Linked DNA regions of Mus musculus: all the other regions are linked to region 1. The links are chromatin contacts, called in public HiCAR-type, HiChIP or PLAC-seq and promoter capture Hi-C maps. All regions are on one chromosome and are shown on one strand. Each heading gives the region's core, a stretch centred on a gene start, on an enhancer-like site or on the middle of the called end of the contact. The rest is flanking DNA. Distances are from core to core; before and after follow the strand shown. Region 1 holds the start of Rnf145 (ring finger protein 145). Region 2 holds the start of Adam19 (a disintegrin and metallopeptidase domain 19 (meltrin beta)). Region 3 holds the start of Cyfip2 (cytoplasmic FMR1 interacting protein 2). Region 4 overlaps Adam19 (a disintegrin and metallopeptidase domain 19 (meltrin beta)). Region 5 overlaps Cyfip2 (cytoplasmic FMR1 interacting protein 2). Region 6 has its middle 16 kb from the start of Adam19. Region 7 overlaps Adam19 (a disintegrin and metallopeptidase domain 19 (meltrin beta)).

Region 1 (3,139 bases), core at 29-2,528:
CCTGCTTTGCTCAGATACATTTGAACTGTAGTAACCCCAAGCCAGCTCGCCGCAAGCAGGCAGCGAGCACAGCACAGCAGCGCGGCACGGACGCAGCAGCCCCAAGGCTAGGGGATTACGTGGAGCAGAAACTCTGCCAGGAAGAGAAGCCCGGGTGCTCCCTGCCTCGCCAAGGGTGCTGGCTCTACCGCGCCTCATAAGGCGCGCTTATATGAGTCAAGTTCCTAACCCTTAGATAGAATAGGGGGTTCATTCCACAAAGGTCCTAGGGTGGGAAAGCAGAACTGGAGAGGGCGAACCCAGGGATGGCGAGCGGGAAAAGGAACACAGTAAGAGAGAGATGAGCTGCTCGTGACTGAAGAGAGGCGCACTGCACACTAAGCCAGGGGTCCCCCTATTCTTTGGGCTTGGCAGGTCTTTCTGAAACCCGCAACCTGCACCGCCTGCACATGGTTAGGCTGAGTTAAGGGGCTGCGAGGTGAGGAGACGCCAGGGAAGAGGGAAGAAGCTTGAAAGCAAAAAGAGTGAACAGAAACGCAAAAGACGAAAAGTTAGAAATGCAAACCTGAGCAAAGGAGCCCGGACTGGACACCTCTGCCAGAGAGACCGGGAAAGGCCTTGCAACCGGGGTACAGGAGAGCAGAGAGGGGTGAGCCCCAATGAGGGCATCTCAGGAATGTGAGGGTTCTCTCCCTCTCCAGGCGCGGGAGGAAAGAAGGATGGAAGGTGGTGAGGAGGCAGCCGAGGCCCCGGGAACGAGTATGAGGCTCTGCGAGGAGGTCGCAGGAGACTGATCGCTGCTCAGGGGTGGGCGGGAGGGCGCGGTGCGGAGGGGGACCAGGCCGGGGCCAAGAGCCGGAGAAGGAGGGGGCGCGGCGGGGAGGAGCGAGGGTGGGGGAGGGGAGGGGAGGCGCAGTGGGCAGCAGGCCTGCGGGATGCTCCCGGCTGACCGCAGTCACCTGGAGCCGCAGCCTCCCTGCCTGCGGGGCGGCACTGGGGATGGCGGTGTCCGCTGCTGCCCGGCTCCGATTCCCGCCCCTCCGGTGAGATCTTCGGTTCCGACGGCGGGGGGCCCGGTTTGCGCGGCTCACAGCGGCGGCTCTCCCGCGTCCGGCCTCGGCTGCGGCGTCTCGGGAGGCGGAGGCAGCGGAAGCGGCCCGAACCGTGAGGTCACCATCCTCCGCGGCGACAAAGGCGCTCCCGGGCCGAGCGCCGGCACCAGCGCCCGGCGGCCGCCATGGCCTGGTCCCCGCGCTCCGGCTCCGCCCCCCGCGCTCTGCGGCGACCGCCGGCTCGCGCGCTCTGCGCCTGCGCGCGAGCTCGCCATCGCCCGGCCCCCGTGCGCCCACGCTCACTCACAATCGCGCACGGCGGGATCTTCCCGCACCGCCTCCGTTGAGTGGGCCCGAAACGCCGGCTTCTCTTTGGTGCTGGTCCGGCAGACTATTCCAAGGAAGGGTGAGGCGACACCGGGACATGCACTGTGACCCCAGCCATTCTGACACGTGTTCGCGCTCACTCCGCAGACACCACGAGCCGCACGCGCCCACACCTACACTCACCTGCTGGGACCACGTGGGACAATGTGAAAGGCTGGTCCCTGCCGCGTGCAAACCCAGAGCAATTTTTAACTCTCTCCTTGACTAGACTAAGACTCGTCTCTAAGGCATCAGGGACGACGAAGAGTAAAATGCTGGATGAGTGAATGGTTTGGAATTGCTCCCTGGGACTGTATTCCGGCTCCTTCGTTTGGTGCAAATGATTAACTACTGTATGAAAATAAAAGGTGTAAATAGGTTTGCCATTTCTTTTGGTTCAAGGTTCAAACCACATTAGTGTGCACACACCCTTTCCCTGAAACCCTTTTGTTCTGCTCTAGTCTCCTAATACTATGGCACATTCTTGCCGTATTATAAATGTAGAAGCTTTTAGAGCAGGATCTGTGTCTATATAGTATATAAGCTTGCTGAGGACTTAAGCTGATCTTTGCAGGGATCTATTACTACGTTCATCTGTATTACCATTGCCTCGCTATTACCTTCTGCCATTTGCTCTGTTGTTCCTTGCTTTTAGTTTAGTCCCTTGAGAATCAGTTGCCACTAGAAACTAGTGTGGCCTTTCATTAGGCAGTGCCTAGGTAACAGAAGATGAACACCAAGTGATTTGTAAGGCATTGCAACCATTCTGGCTCATTCGGAAACTTGCCAAGAGCCTCCACCTTACAATCTGTACAAGACAAAATGAGTATTCTTTGATGTTTATGTGTCCTTGTCCACTGCTTATGAGACACATACACCCACGATTCTGAACCTCTGGGTCTCCCCTGCTATAAAACTGTAAACACAACCTCTACATATACAAGGTCATCAGAGCAGGAGAGATGGCTTAGCTCTTAAGAGCCCTTTTTGTTCTTCTAGAGAACACCCCACCCCCAGGTTCAATTCTCAGCACCCAGGTGTAGCTGGTAACTCGAGTCCCAGAGGATCTGACGCCCTCTTCTGGCCTCCATGGACACTACAAACATGTGGTGCTCAGACATATCTGCAGACAAAACATTCATAGATGTAAAATAAGTAATATGTAGCCAAAGCCATCACTAAAGTTCACAGTAGCATATCTCCCTCCCATTTTCTGTGACTGTGATAAAACTTGGACAGAATTTATGGAGAATGGGTGTGTTTCAGCTCACTGTTTAACGCACAGTCCCTCGTGGGGCAGGTTAAGGCATCAGGAACTTGAAACAGCTGGTCACTTCACCCAGAGTCTAGAAGCAGAGAGTGATGTGAATGCATGCATGTCACTGCTCACTGCCTCATGTTCCTCACTCGTAAGCAGTGCAGGATGCCCTATCCAAGGAATGGCATCACACTAATCAAGAGAATGTCCTCAGGAGCCATGGTCCCATGTGACTAATTTTGTCAAATTGATGATTATCGGTAACTGTCACCTACTAGCTTCATAGCAGGGTTTAAATGTTTCTGGGGGTTCTGTTCATAACTCGTTATAGCCACTTTTGTTTGGATCCCTTAGGCCACCTTGGAATAACCATTAAACCTGTCACATCACAGAGCAGTGGTTTCATGAGTCTCTTCTGTATGTAGCCTCCTAGGTAAAAATCCTCACTGGCTGATGGTTGCAA
Region 2 (3,236 bases), core at 538-3,037, 1.5 Mb before region 1:
GGTAGAACTTAGAGCCATTAAAATCATAGTTTTGGGAGATGTCATGATTTGGGAAGCACCTTTTAAAGTGTATGAATGGTACGATTCCAGATTCATCAGTATATAGTCATAGAAGGACAGGAAGGGGGAAAGGAAAATATTAATAGCAACTGCTCATTTGGGGATCATGGGTCACTTTACAACTCGTAGATTTTGCTTTCTCCCCGGGTCTGCAGTCACTCTACCTCACTGACTGTTCTCAAGGCCTCCAGATCCCGTGAAGTTTACTTTCCTGTCTTTCTTCTGTGCAAATGGTAGGCTGGAAAATCAGACTCGAACAGGACCTGGCTCCCTCTTCCCCGAGGAACCCCACACCCCAACAAAAGGAAGAGCCTTCTCCTATCCAAGGCAAAGGAGCTGGAGCGTTGAGTGGAGGAAACCCTCGGGTCAGGTTCTTGCAGGGATGGGGCGGGGGCTGCAGCCTGCCCAGCCCGTACACTAGGGCGTCGTTAGCTTGATTTAAAAACGCTGACGGTTGGTACAGCAAGCACCCGCGACCGTCTGGAGTCAGCCCAGCTCTCCAGCTGCCTCAGAGCTAAGGCTAAATAAGCTCTCCCGGGTCAAGATGACAGAAGCCAGGCATTGCCCCTCCGGGACCGTCCCTTCCGCGAAATCCTATGAGAACCTCTGAGGGATGCGGCCCGGGAGGGAGCGGTGCCTGGGAAAACAGTTGTGAGAAATAGGCATTATCCAGCGTCCAAACTGGAAGCGTGGAGCCCATTCCATTTTCTTCACATGAAAACTGAGGCCAAGAGGAGATAGGCATTGGGTGAGGTGGAAAGAAAGCTCCGGTTTCCAGTATCAGATCTTCAATGTGGGGCGTACTTATACACACCTGGGTTTTTGTTAGTGAACTTCAGCTTACGATCTGCATAATGGGTGCGCATGGTTCTTTTATGGTCTTTCAGAGATGCTAAGTGTACAGGCAGAGATAACCAGTAAACCACCCTACCCTAATCTCTCGGAAACCTTTGATTTTCTATCCCACTGGTATGCTTTTGACACCACCACCCCCCCGCCCCCAGCAAGATCCAGGGAGTGGTTCCCTCGCCGATTCGGGATAGGATGCTTGGGGTGCTCCTCTGGGGATGCTCTGGGGTTGCTAGAGCAGCGGGCGCAAAATAGCGATGAGAGAGAGGCAGAGCGGAGACGAGCAACCTCAAGAAAAACAGCAAAGATAGGAAGAGCAGCGGAAAGAGAAGCCCAAAGTAAGAAAACACGGGGAGATGAAGAAAGGAAGGCAAGCAAAGAGAGAGAGAGAGAGAGAGAGAGAGAGAGAGAGAGACTTACTGCTTTCTGATTGCAGTGAGCGCACTAGCTCCACGACCTCCCGTGGCTCACCACAAGAGAACAAAGCCTGGGCTCCTAGGCTTGGGGGTGGCGATACTCACACCCGGGGAGTGGCGGAGTCCGCAGGGATAGCGGTCATGGAGCTGCCGGCATGCAAGAGCGACTCTCAGACCCTCAGTCATCACCACCACCCCTAGTCGCCTCAGAACCCATCTGCGCGCTGCCACTTACTTGTGGTCCATCCCGGCTCGCACGCCGCCAGCGGCCAATGTAGCTGCAGAGCGAGAGCCAGCAAGCAGAACCGGGCGACGCCCGCGCGCCCGGGCATGATAGCAACGGCCCTCTCACTGTCCGCAATCACACATCCCCTGCCATTGCCTGCCCCCGGCCTAGCGGCGGCGGAGGTTTTCAAGCAAACGCCGGCCTAAAAGCCACCCAGCCCACATCCCAGACGCTCCGCCCCTAGCCCCTCAGGGCTCTGCCTGGAATGGGAGGAGGGGAGGCGCCACGCGGAGGAGGGGGTTGGTGGTGGCTGGAGGGACAGCAGTGGGAGGAGCGAGGGAAGCCCCCCGGGAGCATCGCTGACTCAGGTGAAGGACACCCAGGGGAAGGGATGATCCGAATTTCTGAAGTAATCAACCATTCTTGAGGCCTGGGAGATTACAGGACTGGGGTTGAAAGTGTTAAACACACACACACACACACACACACACACACACACACACACACACACACACTTCTGCCCCACTGTAGCTAGTTTACTCTATCCCGCTTTATGCTAAGTACTTTGGGTGACCAAGACAACTCTTTGTAGCTCTACCTTCCAGGATTGACTACTCTTGGAGTCAGGCTGTGAAAGAGTTAATTCCAAGGGACTGAAATGAGTGCTAAAAGAACTTGTTTTCCTATCGGGACTCCAATCTGGGCCTTTAGTCCAGGCCTTCTGACACGGGAGGTGGGGGGTGGAGGGGGTGGGGTTGCAGATCCAGCATCCCAGAGGACAGGGCTTCTGTACTCCAGAAACAGAACACCAAGCCCAAGAAACAGTCTAGACAGGATTACAGAGAAGGAGGGAAGCCTTGGGCTGTATAGGTTGGGGACAGGAGAGAGCAGAATTTGGGATGGTTAGGGTTTAGGATGCAATGGAAGATGAAGCCCACAAATGATGGCTATCACTAAGAAAATTACAGTAGCAGACACTTAGGACTTAGCTTTTATTGACATTCCGTACGTGCTAGGGCCTCTGATAGTTGATCTTGTCATGAGTCCGCTGTGGACTGGAAATGTGTCTCAGCTGGTGGAATGCTTGTCATGCACTCATGAAGCCCTGGGTTCCATCCCCAGGACCTCGTAATTCCAGGAGTGTGGTGCACCACTGTGATCCCAGCACTTATGGGGCAGAGGCTGGAGGATCCAAAGTTCAAGGTTAATCTCTGCTACGTGGTGAATTTGAGGCTAATCTGGACTCCATTGACACAGTGTAGAATAACAGTGATAATTAGGCGACCATCTGGAGGGGGTAGGTATTGGCTTCATCTCTATCTCCCCTCTGGGGGAGGGGAATCAAACCAGAAAAGCATTAAGTCCCCTCACCAAAGGTCACAAAGCTAATGTCTGGGTTTCACTTAGAGTCTGTATATTTGCTATTACAAAGCCTGGTGCAACATGCCTTAGTTGATGAATGAAGAACAGAAAAAAGAGATAGCCAGAAATAATCTGTATAGGGTTGGTTAGCAAAACTCCAAGGGAGAGGAGGCTCTGGAAGGGGAGTCTCGCACCTACATTTGTCAGTTCCTTTCCCCATCCCCCACCCCCAAAACCAGGCCAGGAACTCTCAAAACCAATGCACCGTGAGTCTGCAAGGCTCTCACAGAGGGAAGGGATCAAACCATTCTTACCATTGGTGT
Region 3 (3,407 bases), core at 592-3,091, 1.8 Mb before region 1:
TTTAAAGCCATCCCCCACAAACACCCCCACAGCTTTCTCACATGGCATCAGAAGGGGGGGAAAATGTATGTGTGTCGCTATATATGTAAGTCATCGCTTCTGAAATAGCAGTTTAAATTAGACAAGTGATGTAACATCAAACCACATGGGAGCGTGGTTTCTGAGCCCCGGGGGAAGCATGTGAGATGCAGCTAAGTCTTCTCAAGTCCTTGCCTGAGATTTGCATACAGTGGCTCCTCTATCAGTAGCCATTTACAGGGAACAACTGTGCAAGTCTAAGTTTGTGGCGTCTGGCAAGCATTGGAGAAGGTTCTCATGACCCAAGATTTTATTCCTTGTTGCTCTATACATAAATCAGGCTCTCAAGTACTTTCCAATTAGTTCCCCTAAGAGGGCAGGCTGGAGAGATGGCTCAGCAGTTGGGAGCCGTGGCTACTCCTCTTGAGGACCTGAGTTCAATTCCCAGTACCTACATGGCATCTCACAATTATCTGTATCTCCAGTTCCAGATTATTCTTGGCACCAGGCATGCATGCGGTACACATATATGTGCATGCAATCAAAATACCCATACACACAGAATAAAATAAATACTTTATATACATACACACACACACACACACATATATATATATATATATATATATATATATATATATATATATATATATATATATATATATGGTACCCAGAGCAACTATTATTCCCTTTATTGCAGGTACTGCATCTCCCACTCAGAGCAGTACCATGCTGGGGTGGGTTCAGGTCAGGACTGAATGCAGCTGGCCTCATCCCTACCTAAAGCCCTCCGAGTTATGTCTCAAGGAGCAATGGATTCTTTGAAGAGCCCTAAGCAGCATCTAAGAGGCTTCTGTCTCCTCAGCTCCTTCCTAGGTTTGCCTAAAAGTCAGCTTATCATGATTTTGTCCACGAGTCAATTCTACCTCAATGGGATCGACATGGGCACGCGCGCGCGCACACACACACACACACACACACACACACACACACACACACGCACACACACACATAATAGCTGTACATTTTTACACTAAGAAATGGAAAGGAAGTAGATGTTTCTCTTTGTTTTTAAATTATTACATTTATTTATTGTGTGTGTGTATGGGTGTGTGTATGTGTCTGTGTGTCTGTGTAATGTGCATATATGCATGTGGGTGGAGGTCAGAACACAATATACAGAAGCTGTCTCTCTCCTTCTACCTTGTGGATCCTGGGAATCGAACTCAGGTCATCATCAAGCTTGGCTGCAAGCGCTTTCTCCCGCTGAGCCTGTGCCCTCTGAGCCCGTGCCCTCTGAGCCCGTGCCCTCTGGGAAGTTATTCTTCAAGTGGTGGAAGGGCTCAACCTCTCACTTAGCCTGCTCCCTTCTTTGGGAAAGCAGCTGTCATTGGACTCCTGTTAGGTCAGTTAATGCTGGCAAATAATAAGCTCCAAGCGAGCAGGGGCTCTACTGCACACTAGTGCGTGCCTGGCTCTTGGCAAGATGCTTGGAACAAAACAGGTAGTCGATAAAGATGTGGTGAATAAATGACTATATGAAAATAATTTGACACCGGGGAGATGCGAAAGGAGCTGACGCTTCCTTCCTTCTGGAGTGGCAGGTGTCGCTGGTGATGCAGGCGGCAGCAGGAAAGTCGTCCCTCCTCCACCTCCAGAGTCCGGAGGCTGGATACTCTAAGGCTGGAAGGTATGGGTTCAGGAGGTTGCAGGTCAGGGGTGCGCAGGGAGCCCCTCGCCGCAGCCATTTCCGGCTCTTTGTGTGACAGCAGCCGCGGCGAAGGGGCTGGGCACCGCGGCCAGGGGAGGAGCCGCGGCAGGCGGAGAGGCGGGGCCGCGGGCGGGGCGCGGCGGTCCGCCGGCGCAGCGGCGGAGCGGGGCTAAGCATCCTGCGCCCCGGCGCGGGGCCCTGCGGTAGCCTCGGGTCCCTCCCCTGGACCTGCCACCGAGCCAGGTAAGGGACTCTCGGAGACAACAGGGCTGATGCAGGAACCGAAATGCTGCCTAGGCGGTGGATGCGTTCCTGAGGATGCGCGAGGGGCGGGCGCCACTTCTCCCAGCCCGTTGGGGGCGCTTGGCTTGGCGCCCGAGGCTACACGGCTTCAGGTCCCTGGAGGCCGGGCTACAGGCCTGTGTTGTCCCTTCTCCCCTCGGCCGCCCCGGGCGCCCTGGGCAGGGAGCGTTTTCCAGAAGTCGTGGGTACAGCGCAGAGCTCCGCGCAGCAGCCTCAGCGGCAGCCACAGCAGGTGCGTGGCCTGGGCCGGAGCCACCCGCCCTAAAAAGAGGCAGGGATAGTCTCGGGGACCAGGGATACCTGCAGGGGCCACAAGCCCAGAGGGGGCTACATCCCTGCACCTACATACTGCAGATCGCCGGGCAGTCCCCGCCTCTGCGGTCGCGGCCACCATCATTCAGCCAAGGCCAGAGAGAGCTGCCTGGGCCCGCCTGACAGGCAAGGGGGTACTGGGCGCCCGCGGTGAACCGAAGCCGGGTGGGGCCGGGGCCACAGCGGCACGGTTTGGGAGAGGAAAGCTCTGATGAGCCGGGAGGCATGGCTGACCTGCTTCGAAGCGTTCTGGCCTATACTAGCGCCTCTCCCCTGGATGGCTTTGGGGAGGAGAAAGGTGGGGTGATGGAATCCTAGGGGTCAAGGTTTCCTTCGTATTTAGCTGCCCACCTGTCTGTTGTGGGAGATTGCCACATCACCTTCAGGAAGGTAAGCCCTCCTGTGTGTACAGGAAGAGGAGTAGCTTGTGGCTAAGGGTGGGGGCAGGGAGCATGGTTGAACCGACTGTTGGTTTTCTCCCGCGACTATCTGGGTGTTTTCCAGTCCAGACTTAGAACTTGGCTAGCCCAATTCTTTAGTGCCCACAGCCCCACAGTTGGGCAGGAAGACTTAGGGATCAGACTGACGACTGACTGTTGCTCCTAAGCAACCATTTCTACCTCTTGACCCCTTCCCTTAGAAGTGACCAGCCTTATTCTTGGGCACAGGCCCTGCAAGAACCATTGCCTAGCACTCAGTGACACCCCCCCCTCCCGCCATTGTCGGAGGACAAAAATATAGATTAATATCTATAGTCGGGATTGTAAGTCCTTGAAGGTAGTTGTCCCTACCACCATCCCCCCTTCTGTGGCTTTCCCCCCCTCCACCCGATGCTCCTTGGGTCCCTTCTCTCCTGTCAAACTTGCTTGAGAAAGGAGCCAGTGAGTGGTATTTATCTTGAAGAGCTAAATACAAAAGGTTTTCCCATTGGATGTAGAGCAGGCGCTTCTTAAGTCATGGGATCAGAAAGGAAGCCGAGGATAGGAGACATTTTAATAGGAAGCAGAGCTGAAGTCAAAATATTTGCTATCTCTAATGGTTGACTTTCCGATGTAAGCTAGAT
Region 4 (3,211 bases), core at 618-3,117, 1.6 Mb before region 1:
GAAACCCTGTCTCGAAAAACCAAACCAAAAAAAAAAAAAAAAAGAGCTAAGAAACTCACTGAGAACCTACACGGACTAACTGCAGTGGGGGGGGGGCATGCAAATGTCACATAGGGGGTGCTGCCAACAGGGCCATGTGGCATCAACATGGTTTTGCCTTCCACATGATTCCAAGAGGCAGTGCCTTCTTTGGTGAGAAAGACTCTTTGACTTCATCATCACTGTGAAATCAGACATCGATAATGGGGCATAGGAGAGAAGAGTGTGCTGAACTTGATTAGAATGTCTGCCTAAAGCCCCATTAGGAGGCTTTGTATTACCACTTCTGTCTGAAAAGGACAGACCTCTTTCACCTTCAATAATGAAGTAGGGAAATTGTCAGGATGGGAAGACGAAAAGATTTTAGAACTGTAACCTCCCCCTGCCCTAAAGGATAGACATGCCCTGTGTGCTGTCATTTTGACCCAGAATCTGGATAGCTAGTGAAGGTATTGTTAGGTGGGTATTCCTTATTCAAGCCGTTACAGGTTTCCTCCTCCAGCTCTTCCAGAATACCCAAATGAGGTGCCCTAGAGTATTGGTTTGGCAAGGGCTGACTCCCAGCTCTGGTACACCACTTCCTCCCTCTTGTATTAATTCTGCAACAGTCCTTGACTTCTTTGGAACTGACACTCACCAGAAAAGAACTCCTTTGCTACCCTTATCTCCTACAGAGGTAAATTCTAGAACCCTGTTGCATAGACCTTTGCAAACTGTTTAATCTAGAAGTTTCTATTACCAAGACCTCCTGACTTCTAAACTAGTCCTGTGGCAAGAGTCTTTCCACTTATTTAGTAAACATTTATTACTGCATTGGGAAGAGATTTCTGGCTTCCAAATATATTAATCCTATCCTCAAACAGTAAGGCCCAGTGAGGCCACCATAGTTGAAACAGTGTGTCATGTTTTCCAGAAGACTCTGAAGCAGGAGTTGGTAAGCTTATTCTACAAAGCGCTACTGAGTAAACATGATGAGGCTTGGTAGACCACATGATCGTAGACCACAGCTGCTCAGTTCTGCCTTGGTGGAGCACAGCTACCCAGTTCTCCTTGGTTGCTTAGAAGCTTCCAGGATACCATAAATCAAATGGTATGGCCCTGCTCCAGAATAATACTCATAGGAACATGTGATAGGTTCACATGGGCTGTAGTTTACAACCTCCAGTCTTAAAAAATATGTGCTTCAGTGTTACCCTTTCTGAGGCAACCCCGGTCATATAACACGGTAGGCCAGCCTTTCCCAGATATCTTACATCCTGCTGGTACCACCAAAGTTCTTTACAGCCCTATGTCTAAACCCATTCTTTCCCCTCCCCCAACGTAAGCCCCCCTCTTTGCTCCCATTGCATTCTATTTCACTTAATAAATGAGGGAATGTGCCAGGATCCACCCAAGCAGCTCTCTCACACGCCTCCTTGCCTACAGAATGGACATGCTGAGAATCATCCCAGAAGCTCCCACCTCGATCTTGGCCCAGGCAGAGAGCCACTGCTTGCTTGCTTGCTTGCTTGCTTGCTTGCTTACTGCTGACAGCTCTCTCTAGATGCCAATAGCACAACCTCACTGCCCAGAGCTTGCTTTCCCACTCGAAGCATCCCTCTGGCTGCTGTGAGTTCCGAGCCCGGAGATAGCGGCTGTGTCTCAGCACTGGGGGATAAATCACAAATACTACATCCTTCCCTTGATTCATCTTCCTGCATGCTCAGATTAACGACCAGGAATATATTTCTGCCAGCAGATTCTGGGCTGCAAATCTTGCCTGGCCTGATCCAACCCTGACATGAATCATTCAAAGCCTACAGCTGAGAGATGTTCATGACACTGAGAACTGAGAGATCCCTGACTCAGCAAGAGGTACGAGTCATGGGGGTGACTTGTAGCTAAGGGGGTGAGGATGTCTATGTGACTGACTGGTGCTTTTTAAGGGGTGCTTCACTCCCCTGCATCAGTAAGATCCTCTGGGTGGTCCCACAGCCATGGTGGCACACCTTCAAACAGAGCCTTTTCTTGCCTGGTTTGCTGGGAGTCTAGCTACCCAGCAACAGACCACTCCCCAACTCCTCCTCTTCTATGCCTGCTGGAGACTCACAGGTTAAGTGGCTTGTAAAACCCTGCACCAAGGACCCACTGGGCAAAAGAATAATACTCCTCCCTTAAACTGGAGCGGGGGGGGGGGGTTCTAAGTGCCTCACTCCATTGGAGTCTCAGGACATTTTATCTGAACAATCTTAGGAAAAATGACGAAAGACCTTGTATCAGACGATACAAGATATAAAGCTTAAATGGAGAACTCTCTGGGAGGAAAGACCTTGCTTTCCCCCAGGAACCTTCACAATACAGAGAGCCAAAGGTGCCGCTATGGGGTGGGGCTAAGTGGGTTACTTGGCTGGCTTTGAAGCCAACCTTTGTTGCTGCTCCCCCATCTACACATCAATCTGTAGAAAGAAAACAAAAACCCTAGAACCCACCCATTCCTGACTGCTGGGGGGTGGGGTGGGGGGAACAATGCCAACATCAGCTTAAGAAAGCTAAACTCTTTTGAAAGTAAACACAATGTTCCCTCCCAGGAAAGCCCTTCACCTCCACTTCGCTGCCCAGTGAACTCCTCCTGTCTTTAAGAAAGAAGGCTAAAGATCCTTCTCTTCCGACCTCTAGCTCTGAAAATAAGCTCTCAAACCTGGGCTAGAACTCCCTCACCCGCTGGCATTGCTCCGACCCACGCTGTGGAGCTGCAAAGAAAGAGGCCACTGGGGAAGCTGGTAGCCCCAAGTAGAGAGGACAGGAGACCATGATACAGTGATGAGCCCCCACCCCCACTTTCATGGAGTTTTGCAGTGCTCAGCCAGGGCACAGGAAAGAGTGTTTGGCTGTGGTCATGTCACCACACGGTATGGGACTTGAAGGTAATGCATGGTTAATGGAAATATGGGTGGTGGGTGCATGGAGGGCTTCCAGGAGGAAACAGAACTCCTGGACTCCAGGATAAGTCTCCATTCAAGCTTTCTTTACACGCCACCTGCCATCTTTGGCATCACCAGATCAGAGAGGGTCTACCAAGGCTCTAAACCACACCAGATCTGCTGTGTGCATTTTAAGCATCACCAAGGGCCCATTTCAGTGGCTCCCATGCCTAGAGCTACAAGGGTTTTGTGCTTCTACAGCAAAGTTCAGA
Region 5 (3,176 bases), core at 213-2,712, 1.8 Mb before region 1:
ATCATTTTGCCGTAGCAAAATACCATGAGTAAACGGCTTAAACAATGGGTGTTTGCTTTCCACGGCCCTGGAGGATGCAATTCCTGGACCAGCTGTCGACAGGGCTGCTTTCTCCTGATGTTTCCCTGGCTACTCAGGCTCATTCCTCCCAAACTCCTGGGTGTCAGATGTCTCTGTGTGTTACCCAAGTTTCCTCTCTTTATAAGGATGACAGATTGAGTGAGAGTCTGCCCTCATGATCTCCTCTGAGCTTCAGTCACCTTTCAAATGGGCCCACCTAGAAACAGAGTCACAGTCTCAAGCCTGTAACAGAGACGACTTTCATTCATTTCCTCAAAGTGCAGAAAGGAGGCTGGAGACGAAGCTCAGCTGTTTGAGTGCCTGTCTAGAACACACAAAGCCCTGGCTTGTATGAACCAAATCTCCAGCACCAAATAAACTGGGTATAGTCTGGCAAATGCTTGTAATCTCAACTGTGGGGAGGTGGAGGCAGGAGGATCAAAAGTTCAGGATCACTTTCTCAGCTACATAGGAAGCTTGAGGCAAGCTTGGAATAGAGACCCTATCACTAAAGGGAGCCGAACTCAGGTTCAGCCATGCTTGATCTGTAATTACTCTTGGAATGAGCTATAAAGAGGAATGAATGGAACAGATACACTGGACGAGAGTCTCAAAATGATTGTTACTGGAAGCATGAAAGGGTGGGGGCGAGGATTTCAGGGAACAGCTGTAATGATCGTATACACGAGAGAAACCGAAGGTCAACTCCAGCTGCCATAATGATTCTTTGGGGTCGGGGAAGCAGAACCAGACTGAGGTCTCTCTGAGATACCAGGTCACAGGCTCAGGCAGGCAAATCTAAAGGACCGGCTGGCTCTAAACGTGATTCTGTTTGTTATCTGCTGCTGCTGTGGCAAATTGCATAAACTCACTGCTTAGTAGGTAGATTGCTTACCTGGCATTCACAAAGCCCGAAGTTTGGCCCCTAACACCCACATACACCAGGCATAGTGGGAAATGTTGTAACCCTAGCACCTGAGAAGTAGAGACAGGAAGATCAGAAGTTCAAGGTCATCCACAGCGTCAGAAATATATCTCTATCTCTCTAAATATACACACACATATATGTATATATACAATATACTATATTATACATATAATTTACATATATAAAAGATGGCCAATAACTCAAGGTTCCCAAGGCCACATCCAGAGCTCTTTCCACCACGCCATCTTGACCTCTGTATTCTGGGCTTGTTATGTAACAACTATGGCTGAACTGTCTAGAGGGCAGAGTGCACATCTTGGTTCTCAGTTCTGTTTCTGGCACAGAGCCTGGGATCTAAAGATGCTTGCTGCAGCCTTTTTTTTTTTTTAACTGAATGAAATTATGCGTGCTGAGGGCACTCGGGGTGGGGGGTGGGGGCTGAGAATAGCCACGTGTTCCTTACATTACTGCCAGTTCCTCTTTTAGACACGTGTGCCCAAACTGAAGAGAAAGCAGGCAGCCCATGGGTTGCTCTCGGTTGTTTCCCTCAGGGACAGCATGTTACTGACTTCTTAATTAAGAATGGAAGCTGTTGCTGTTGAGCAGATTCACAATAAGTAGCAAACTCCAAGTTAAATTGGATTCTGCCTTTAAAATGTATTATAAAGTGAATATGATAAATAGATTTAAATTTTAAAGTTCATTTTTCCCTAAATATATTTTCAAGGAGAGAAAGCATAATGCTAATTCTTGTCTCCTAATATTCTTTGGAGTATGCTTTCCATAACTGAAAACTGCTTAAAATATATATGTCTATATTTTTAATCATCTTCACAATGTTATACAACTGTCACCACCATCTAATGTCATTGCCCCATACAGACACCCTAGAATTTTTAGCAGTCAACCCAGGTCCTCTCCCCACGTGTTTCCATCAACTACAATCTGTCCGTAAGGCTGTACCTCTTGTGGGTATTTTGTCCAAAGGAATCGGAGAATATGTGGCCTTTCTTCTGGCTTTCACTGAAGTTCTTATTAGATCAGCTATTCTAAGATATAAGGTGCCCGTGACTTACCTGGGAACTTTGCTGGAATATAGGTTCGTATTCAGGGGCTCAGACATCCTTATCAGCAAGCGCCCAGGTGATGCTGCTCTTGCCTGCCATGGCCCACATCCTGGGTGGTCCCGATGAGAGCCTGGAGAAGTCCATGGCCCTAGTGTTTTATGTCCCTGATGACTGCTTTGCCGTTTCAGAATGAAATGCTGGAGGAGGGCCACGACTATGCAGTCATGCTGTACACCTGGCGCAGCTGCTCCCGGGCCATCCCGCAGGTGAGACCATCCTTGCCCTTCAGAGAGGCCTCACTGCTTCTGCAGTGCTCCTCCAACCTGAACCCAAACCAGAGGGCTGAGGTCCCCAGGTGGCGGGAAGCAAATCTGGGCCTCTGACCCAAAGTGCTTCCCATAGTGCTGCTGACAAGGTCCACGCCCAGGGTCTTAACAGTTTCCCTCCCGGCACATATAGGGCACAGTATTTTATTTCAAAGGCAGTCGATGTCTCTTGTCACCCAGGCTGTCACAAAGGATCTAAAGTAGCAAGCGTGACATTGTCTCACTTCATCTAAACCCTGTGCTTCAGATGGTTCTGGGTCTTTTTATTGGCATGACCATATTTTATAAATTCATATCGTTTCCACAAAACCGTATTGTTCTCATTTTTTACACTGTCTTGGACTTGTTGAAAATACAGATGATTTTATTATCATTGACATTTTTGCATAATTAGTGGATTCCGTTGTAACAAAGTCAGCAAACTATATGCACATCAAGTAAACAGAGGAGCCCTTCTCTGTTCCTTTTAGCCCTCATATTTAGGGGCAACTATTATTAAATTTTTTGTACTTTTCACATTTTCTGAGCCTGGTTTTGTTTTTCTTAAACAGTTGATTGTCTTAATTTTTATTTATTTATTTATTTATTTATTTATTCTCTCTCACGGGAAGGTATATATGTATCGTGGCATGCATGCGTCAGTCAGAGGATAATCTAAAGAAACTGGTTTTCCCCCATTCAGACAGTCAGGCTTGAAAGCAAGTGCCTTTTCCCACAGAACTGTCATCTGGGCAGCCTTGGAATTTTGTTTTTCTGGAGAAAGAGACCAAACTGGAGCTATGGCTCAGTGGTAAA
Region 6 (3,509 bases), core at 940-3,439, 1.5 Mb before region 1:
CCTTGAGGGAGTTGTCGGCTCTGGGGGAGAAGGGGTGTCCACAGAGCCTCAGAACTAACTCATCAGTGACAGTTTACATTCTGGAACCCCAGCACTTGATTTAGGAACTTTCTTCTCCAGTACATTGTGGCTCGATGTATCAGATCTGTCTGTCTCTTTCTATGGCTTGTCACATGCGGTCACTGCTCTGATGGGCAAAAGAGTTACAGAGAATTAAGCTGGTCACTTAATAGGATGGGGCGGCTGCTCCTAAACCCTTCTATGCCAGCCTAGAAGCAGGAAGTCAAACATTGTTAGTGGATAGTGATGCAAAATGGACCTCAGAAGGCAGCTTCCGGCAGCTGTTTCCCTTCTCCAGCTGGCAACTGACCTCCCTCCGGCATTTTTCCTCCTGTCTTGGTAAAAATCTTCAGATGACCTCAGTCTGTTTCATAGACATTTCTTTATGGTATCTGACTTGATCCTTCTGAAAAGCTATGCTAAGGTGGGTATCAAGATCCCATTTCAGTGGTGAGCAACTGAAAAAAAAATCCAGTAATGGTGAGCCTTCTCTAGTGATAATTTGCCTCGCTCAGTTCCAGCTGTTCCTTTTAGGTGGGAGACCTGCTTACCATTGTGTCACAGACACCATCACTTCCACCCCATATCGCTCATTGTTCCTGTGGGCATTTGATTCTTTTGTTTCTGCAAAAGATGATGGAGACTTTCGCAATTAGGGTTTCTATTGCTGTAACAAAACACCATGACCAACAAGCAAGTTGGGGAGGAAAGGGTTTATTCGGCTTACACTTCCACATTGCTGTTCATCACTAAAGAAGTCAGGATAGGAACTCAGACAGGACAGGAACCTGGAGCTGATGCAGAGGCCATGGAAGGGTGCTGCTTACTGGCTTACTTCATGTGGCTTGCTCAGTCTGCTGCTTTGTTTTAGAACTGAGGACCACCAGCCCAGGGGTGGCACTCCCCACTATGGTCTAAACCCTCCCCGCACTGATCACAAAGGAGAAAATTCTGAATAGCTGGATCTCATGGATGATTTCCTCAAGTGAGGTTCCTTCCTCTCTAATGACTCTTGCTTGTGTCAAGTTGACACAAAACCAGCCAGTCACACCGGGCGATGGTGGTGCACGCCTTTAATCCCAGCACTTGGGAGGCAGAGGCAGGCGAATTTCTGAGTTTGAGGCCAGCCTGGTCTACAAAGTGAGTTCCAGGACAGTCGGGGCTATACAGAGAAACCCTGTCTCAAAAAACAAACAAACAAACAACCAGACAGTCACAGAGACCTAACGCAAAATGTAGAGGAGAGACGTGAGCACGGCTGATAAATTCCCATTCCTATATCCTATGTGACCGACTCAGTCACCCAGAAGCATAGCCTAGGCAGTTAGACAGGACCCATTCTCAGTGACACATGATATAATACTCTGTCACTACATTCCAAATTTCTTAAACAGTATTTTTTATTATTTTATTATCTTTGAGAATGTCATTTAGTCATACAATGTATTTTGGTTACAGTCACTCCATCTTCAAGAAATTACCATTTCTCGGTAATTTTTACTCTTTCTTATATTTGTCTATCTGGTTTTTAAAAAGGTGTTCATGAGTATGTAGTGGGATCTGTCTGTGCACATGCCATTGCTTGTGCATGGAGATCAGGGGACAGTCCGAGGGAATTAGTTCTTTTCTTCCACAATGGGGGCTCAGGGAGATTGAAGTCAAGTCCTCAGGCTCAGCAGCAGAGGCCCTTACCCCATCCCCACCCAATGTATTATCTCACCGGCTCCAATTCTTAAAAATTCTTAGACAATGGGTTCTGTGTTTTCATTTTGTTTTAGCACTCACAACCCCTGGACCTGGTCTCGCAGGCACACCATCTGGGCTTGAAGGTGCCCTTCTTACAAGAAGCAGGTCACGGCGGAGAGTGTGTGTGGAATTCCAGGCTCAGATCACCTAAGACGTACTACTGAAACTGTCTGTTTCTGCAGACGAGATATATTTCATTTTATTGCTGTGTCCACCAAGGTCCAGAAAGAGGAAATTAACTCCCCTCCCCCACCCCCCGGGGTCATGGACAAACCCTGAAACGGAAGCCAAATTGGAAGTCCAAAGTAATGAGTCTGTAAGGCAGTTGCTACTGAGGCCGCCAGTGAGATGAGTCTGAGCATACCAATGTGGAGACTCCCGATTGTTACTGAGCCCAGCCAACTCTGCTTCATCAGGCTGAAGCAGAGGAAGTAGATGAAACCGGAAGACTGTGGGGGTGGGATGCGGTAGCACGCGTTCTTTACACAAATCTGGAAAACTGTAGAGGAGAACCTGTTTTAGGATAATGATCGTGGGAAGGGGGACATAGACGAACTCTGCGCATTTATCAAGCTTCCATCTACCCCCACATAAGCTGCAAAGGGCAAAGGTGTGTGCACACGCACGCAGGGAAAGCCCCACTCACGTGGGTCTTGCCAATTAAAAACGGCAGTTAAGGTCCAAGGAAGCCCTTGATTCCAGAAGGCTCCACTGGGAAGCAGCTCCGCTGTAGGTCGGTTTTCAGCTCGCGGCTGCACACACCCAGTGAGAGAGCATCATCACTGCCGCTGGCTGAGCACACGCTGAGGCTGAGAGCTGGGAAATGGGTCGGCCCTAAAGGGCACTTGCACCCCTTCACATCCCCTCCCGTGGCTCGGGTCCCGGGGATCCTTCTCTCCCACCCAGGTCCCTGCTCGGGAATAGTTAAGGAGTCAAGAGCTTGACAGAAAGTTCATCCCACACTCAATGTTGTCTTGATGATGGGACTGTTACTCCAACATGGACCCGTGAGCATCTGTCTCCTGAATGTCCGCAATCTTAAAGATATGTGTGTACTTGTGTGTGGATCTGTGTTTGTGTGCTGTATACAAACGTGAATGGGTATGGATGCCGGAGGAGAAAGTTGAGTGTTCTGGTGTATTTACTCTGTCTAATTCGCTTGAAGCAGGCTTGAACCCGGAGTTCAGCTGGCAGCCAACAAGACCAGCAACACTCCGGACTCATGCCCTGATCCTATTCACAGAGCAGTAGGCGCTCCTGCAGCTACACCCAGCCTTTTAAGGTGGCTTCTGGGAATCTGACCGCAGGTTCTCCTGCTTGTCAAGCAAGTGTTCTCGCCCACTGAGCCCTGCCCCGACCTGAGATGCTTTTACGTTTGTTACTAGCAGTGTTCTTCCTGTCACCAAGAAGAGAATTGTTAGAAAGTAAGCCAAACAGTAGCAAGAGAGAGTCTGAGTTCCAATAATGATTTTTAACCTGAGACTTGAGCAAAGTCTGAAGTCTATCTGCTCTTTAAACTTCTTATCTATATAAATCGTCCTCATTTCCCACGCTACCAGGTGTTGGAATTACAAGAGTGGAGAAGATGTGAGCTATTCTTGTCTTCATGGCAACCAGTTCCCAATGAGATGGCAAGATGTATCGAAAGGCATAAAATATTGAAAATCTTGATTTGGCAATTCTATTTCTAGGAAATTATGAAA
Region 7 (3,529 bases), core at 191-2,690, 1.6 Mb before region 1:
ATTTGAGCAAGGCCCCTGTTGTCTCGGGGACCAACCTAAGCAAGATGGTACCACCCACCAGCCCAGCTCTCAAAAAGCCAAAATTTTGGGTATGTTGTCTTTAGCAGCCTATTGAGGACATCTTTACACAAGGCATCAAAGCAACAGTCCCCTTTACCAGCCACTTCCCATTGTATTTCTGGTTTCCAGAGACCTCACACCCCTCTGAATAGCTCCTGGTCCTGAGTGCAGTTTTTATGTTATGCCCAAAGCATGTCTGGATAACCAGATCCTTTAGCCAGCAGGATCTATTTAATCCTCTCCATGGCTCTCTCCCCACTGTGAGTATGAACATGAATATCCATCAGTACAAAGAGGGCCTGACATCTCATGATCAGGCAAGCTTAGCTAGCTGGCAAGACACCTGAGGGGCCCAGGAAATGGCTTACCGATAAGAGTTTGTGGGTTTGCTTAAGGATGCCCTACAAAGCCTGTCCTGAACTGAACATTTATTGGTTAAGAATGGTTCGGGGAAATAAAATTTTCTCAGAAATACCAAATTTTAAAGAGCAAGAAATATCCCCATGGTAGCAACCTGTATAGTAACCAGTATTTGGTAAATAATCATGGTTGCTGTTCATCAGATTAGCTGAAGTCACAGCGGCCTGGGGAGGAGTACTGGGGGGGGGGGGGGGAGGACAAGACTGCCATACTATGAAGAGAGACTTTATGACTGAGCCTGGGGGAGCGGAGGAAAGCAATCTCCAAGAAGCCACCAGATCTTTTAAGAAACTCAGAAGAGGGGACCAGGTATATCTGACCCTGAAACAAGACAGAGTGGGTATCTGAAAACACAAACTTAGCACCCTCAAAGGTGGGTGCCTCTGGCTAAATACTTGAGAACTATTCTAAACCTGCCCTGGGATTCTTAGCATCTCAGAACACAAGTGAGGACCACTGAAAGGGCCCCTCATGGACCACAGTAGGCTACTATCCTACCCTGCCTAGCACCTGGGCCAAGTTCTAGCCAGATGACAGTGGCCTAGTTTGAATTTAGGTGAATCCTCCCATCTCAGTACACTGCAGACTAGGATACTAGGAATTGGCCAAGGTTCTTGCTCTAACTTAGCCAAATGACCTGGTCACAAGCCAGGACTGGAAGGTCTCAGCTCTGAAGGTCATGGTGAGTGACACTGCAAGTACATCAGAGGCCCTGCCCAGCAGCAGATCCCAAAGAGCCAGCCGATATCCCCGGATCCAGTCCAAAGCAAGGCATCTACCATAATAATGAAAAAACCTTTATGCCCTAACCTCTCTGCTCAGTCTTTCCCTTTTACAGATAAGGAATCTGAAAAGAGTAAAAGTAACATATTGTCATGAAAGTTCTAATCTGTTTCCAAACACAGAAGTCTCAGTCCACAAGGATATGTGAAATCCTGGTGGCAGCTAGGTCAGGAGTTGGCAGAGGAAGGGCGTTTGTCCAACCTCGCTCGTAGTATGTATTAGAGGCTGTAGGAAAGCCTGGGTTCCTCGTGTCCTGATTTCGTCATACACTTACTTTAAGTGCTTGGCTCCAGGACCTACGTCTGCAACCCACCTCACACTACAAATATTGACTAAGGCCAGCCATATGCCAGGCACCGTGCTAGAGGATTGTTGAGCATTAGCCCTCAAAGGCTGGTATCACTCCTACCCTGCGGGGACCTACCTCTCTCCCAGGATGAAGATGATCCACGAAAATACCTGAAAAGAGCTGACAGGCCACGTGGAGGCAGGTTTTACCAGAAAGTCCCCCAGAAACTCAGACCCATTTCAAACCCACCTTCCTTCTTTTTAGAACTGGTATGAAAGCCGACCTCTAGTTTCCTCTAGTTATAAAACTATGAGGGAAGTGTGCATATATGCGTATATGTATTCCTGTGTGTGAGTGTGTGTGTGTATAGTTGTGTGGGTACTGTCAAGTTTGTGTATGTGTGCTGAAGGTAAGGCTGGCCTAGACACTGGGAGCTGAGAGTCTCTTGCTCTACTCGTCCCAACCACATTGTTATACTACATATCTCACAATCTAGTCTGACCTTTGTGTAAACCCTAAATCTAGAATCTGGTTAAGGCAAGAAATAAAGAGCTTCCAGAAAAACAGGGCCCCTGTTGGCCCTTCCAAGCTTAGATCACTCTTTCCTTTATGATTCAGTGTCTCTCCAAAGGAATTCTTTTTCCCAGAACTCCCTTCTCCTGAAAGGTTTTGAAAAAAAGAAACTATGCTTGATATAATGCAGCCATTATAGCCCCTTGGCCCATCTGGACCTCTCCCAAGGGAGGCTGATGCAAGAGGAGACTATGAGGTCCCTGCCAGTTTTCTCCAAACACGCTACCTGGGGGGAGGGGAGGAAATCCATGGGGACACATGGAAGCCATGAAGAGACCGGAAAAGAGCCTTACTCCCTTAAATCAGAAAGACCCAGCTTCCACCCGGCTTAGTCAAGAAGCTGAGGAGTGCCTAGCTAAACTTCATCCACTCAGAGGTATTGCTGTTTGCCACAAAAGCCAATATGAGACACTTCCAAGCCCCAGCAAGGCTCCCAAGTGAAGTCTCTACTGTTGAATAAGCAGAGGCCTGCTCCTGAGAAGTGAGGTACTGAGAAGTTTGGAAGAGTGAGGGCTGGGGAGATGGCAAAGCAGGTAACGAGCTTGCTGTGTGAGCCTGAGGGCCTGAGTTCAGATCCCATCACTCACTGAAAGACACGGAGACTGAAGGACGCCTGGGAATTTGTTCACCAGACAGGCTAGACAACTGTCGAGCTCCCAACTTGATAAGACCTTATCTTTGGAAGCAAGGAGACGATGAGCGATAGAGAAAGACAACAGATACCAACTTCTGTCCTCTACATGAGCATGGGAATCCCACACTTCCCCCCACCCACACACACACACACTCGAACACCAAAACTCAGATAAGACAGGGCAACTAGGGGAGGTAAGTGTGGGTGATGGGGACACAGGTTGAGTTTTTACAGCAATTTCCTTAGCAGATCTTGCTTCGATCCCACAGAGGTCGTGACTCTCAGAATGAAGACAGTCATTACTTCATCAAACGAGAGAAAACAAGATCTGAGTAAGAATTTGACCTATTTCAGGTCCCACCAGAAGGTAAGGACAAACCCTGGGACTTGACACTGATGTCTCACTCGTTACTCAATGGAAAATCACAGTAAGACCTTGTGTCTGTCTACCCTCTTCTTCATCCTATATTTGCTCTATCTCCCCATCTCCATGACTCCATCTTATAAACCAGCAATCCATCCTTCCCTCTCCATATGGGTCATCTTGTCACCATATCAGACATAAGGTGTATTTGGAGCTGTCTGTCCTATCCGCCTCTTCTACCACCTCCCATTGCTCTCAAAATAAACTCTGGCAAGGCTCTTCAGGAAATCGTGCCTATGTGTTCCCCACCCCCACCCCCTACCCCTGGGCCTGTCTTCACTTCCTTCCTCTGCTCAGGATGTCCTAACCAGAGAGTATAATTTCTTAGCATCTTCCACCTAGTCTT

Evidence for each region. Promoter capture Hi-C pulls out the DNA fragments that hold promoters and counts their contacts. HiCAR-type assays count read pairs that join an accessible place to other places. HiChIP or PLAC-seq counts read pairs in DNA pulled down with a chosen protein or histone mark.
Region 2: a HiCAR-type map of astrocytes shows a contact between it and region 1, with 5 times the contacts expected there. The contact joins the promoter of Adam19 here to the promoter of Rnf145 in region 1. A contact is called at or near these places in 3 of 39 promoter capture datasets (hippocampal neurons, liver and pre-B cells), 6 of 115 datasets of contacts at active chromatin or transcription factors (astrocytes, bone marrow-derived dendritic cells, extraembryonic endoderm stem cells and 3 more) and 3 of 9 other capture datasets (adipose tissue, embryonic stem cells and liver).
Region 3: a promoter capture Hi-C map of neutrophils shows a contact between it and region 1, with 5 times the contacts expected there. The contact joins the promoter of Cyfip2 here to the promoter of Rnf145 in region 1. A contact is called at or near these places in 7 of 39 promoter capture datasets (the C10 cell line, cranial neural crest, hippocampal neurons and 4 more), 1 of 484 Hi-C or Micro-C datasets (cerebral cortex) and 2 of 115 datasets of contacts at active chromatin or transcription factors (embryonic stem cells and large pre-B cells).
Region 4: an H3K27ac HiChIP or PLAC-seq map of embryonic stem cells shows a contact between it and region 1, with 4 times the contacts expected there. The contact joins the enhancer-like site here to the promoter of Rnf145 in region 1. A contact is called at or near these places in 7 of 39 promoter capture datasets (the 3T3-L1 cell line, the C10 cell line, embryonic stem cells and 3 more) and 3 of 115 datasets of contacts at active chromatin or transcription factors (embryonic stem cells, extraembryonic endoderm stem cells and stem cell-derived neural progenitor cells).
Region 5: a promoter capture Hi-C map of pre-B cells shows a contact between it and region 1, with 8 times the contacts expected there. The contact joins the enhancer-like site here to the promoter of Rnf145 in region 1. A contact is called at or near these places in 3 of 39 promoter capture datasets (hippocampal neurons, liver and pre-B cells) and 4 of 115 datasets of contacts at active chromatin or transcription factors (embryonic forebrain, embryonic hindbrain, memory CD8 T cells and 1 more).
Region 6: a promoter capture Hi-C map of liver shows a contact between it and region 1, with 3 times the contacts expected there. The contact joins the enhancer-like site here to the promoter of Rnf145 in region 1. A contact is called at or near these places in 6 of 39 promoter capture datasets (the 3T3-L1 cell line, hippocampal neurons, liver and 2 more), 1 of 115 datasets of contacts at active chromatin or transcription factors (pro-B cells) and 1 of 9 other capture datasets (liver).
Region 7: a contact with region 1 is called in a promoter capture Hi-C map of liver, with 5 times the contacts expected there. The contact joins the enhancer-like site here to the promoter of Rnf145 in region 1. A contact is called at or near these places in 5 of 39 promoter capture datasets (3T3-L1-derived adipocytes, the C10 cell line, liver and 1 more).

Annotation. Positions count from the first base shown.
Region 1 is chr11:44,517,095-44,520,233 of GRCm38.p6, reverse strand. Rnf145 (ring finger protein 145) reads right to left here and starts at 1,278. Exons shown (of 11, transcript NM_028862.4): 1 at 960-1,278.
Region 2 is chr11:46,054,535-46,057,770 of GRCm38.p6, reverse strand. It overlaps Adam19 (a disintegrin and metallopeptidase domain 19 (meltrin beta)), which reads right to left and starts at 1,787. Exons shown (of 23, transcript NM_009616.4): 1 at 1,561-1,787. The coding sequence starts at 1,657.
Region 3 is chr11:46,310,792-46,314,198 of GRCm38.p6, reverse strand. Cyfip2 (cytoplasmic FMR1 interacting protein 2) reads left to right here and starts at 1,841. Exons shown (of 31, transcript NM_133769.3): 1 at 1,841-1,972.
Region 4 is chr11:46,114,542-46,117,752 of GRCm38.p6, reverse strand. All of the region lies in intron 7 of Adam19 (a disintegrin and metallopeptidase domain 19 (meltrin beta)), which reads right to left. Among named protein-coding and RNA genes, the nearest start is that of Mir8100, 14 kb to the right of the region's middle. Within about 2 kb of position 1,867, at least 66 of the 459 cell types and tissues checked have an H3K27ac peak or open chromatin away from gene starts, as enhancers often do. A contact at or near this core is called in embryonic stem cells, where this site is marked.
Region 5 is chr11:46,285,212-46,288,387 of GRCm38.p6, reverse strand. It overlaps Cyfip2 (cytoplasmic FMR1 interacting protein 2), which reads left to right. Exons shown (of 31, transcript NM_133769.3): 4 at 2,244-2,321. Among named protein-coding and RNA genes, the nearest start is that of Cyfip2, 26 kb to the left of the region's middle. Within about 2 kb of position 1,462, at least 57 of the 459 cell types and tissues checked have an H3K27ac peak or open chromatin away from gene starts, as enhancers often do. A contact at or near this core is called in pre-B cells, where this site is marked.
Region 6 is chr11:46,038,166-46,041,674 of GRCm38.p6, reverse strand. No RefSeq gene overlaps it. Among named protein-coding and RNA genes, the nearest start is that of Adam19, 16 kb to the left of the region's middle. Within about 2 kb of position 2,189, at least 51 of the 459 cell types and tissues checked have an H3K27ac peak or open chromatin away from gene starts, as enhancers often do. A contact at or near this core is called in liver, where this site is marked.
Region 7 is chr11:46,083,567-46,087,095 of GRCm38.p6, reverse strand. All of the region lies in intron 3 of Adam19 (a disintegrin and metallopeptidase domain 19 (meltrin beta)), which reads right to left. Among named protein-coding and RNA genes, the nearest start is that of Mir8100, 17 kb to the left of the region's middle. Within about 2 kb of position 1,440, at least 81 of the 459 cell types and tissues checked have an H3K27ac peak or open chromatin away from gene starts, as enhancers often do. A contact at or near this core is called in 3T3-L1-derived adipocytes and liver, where this site is marked.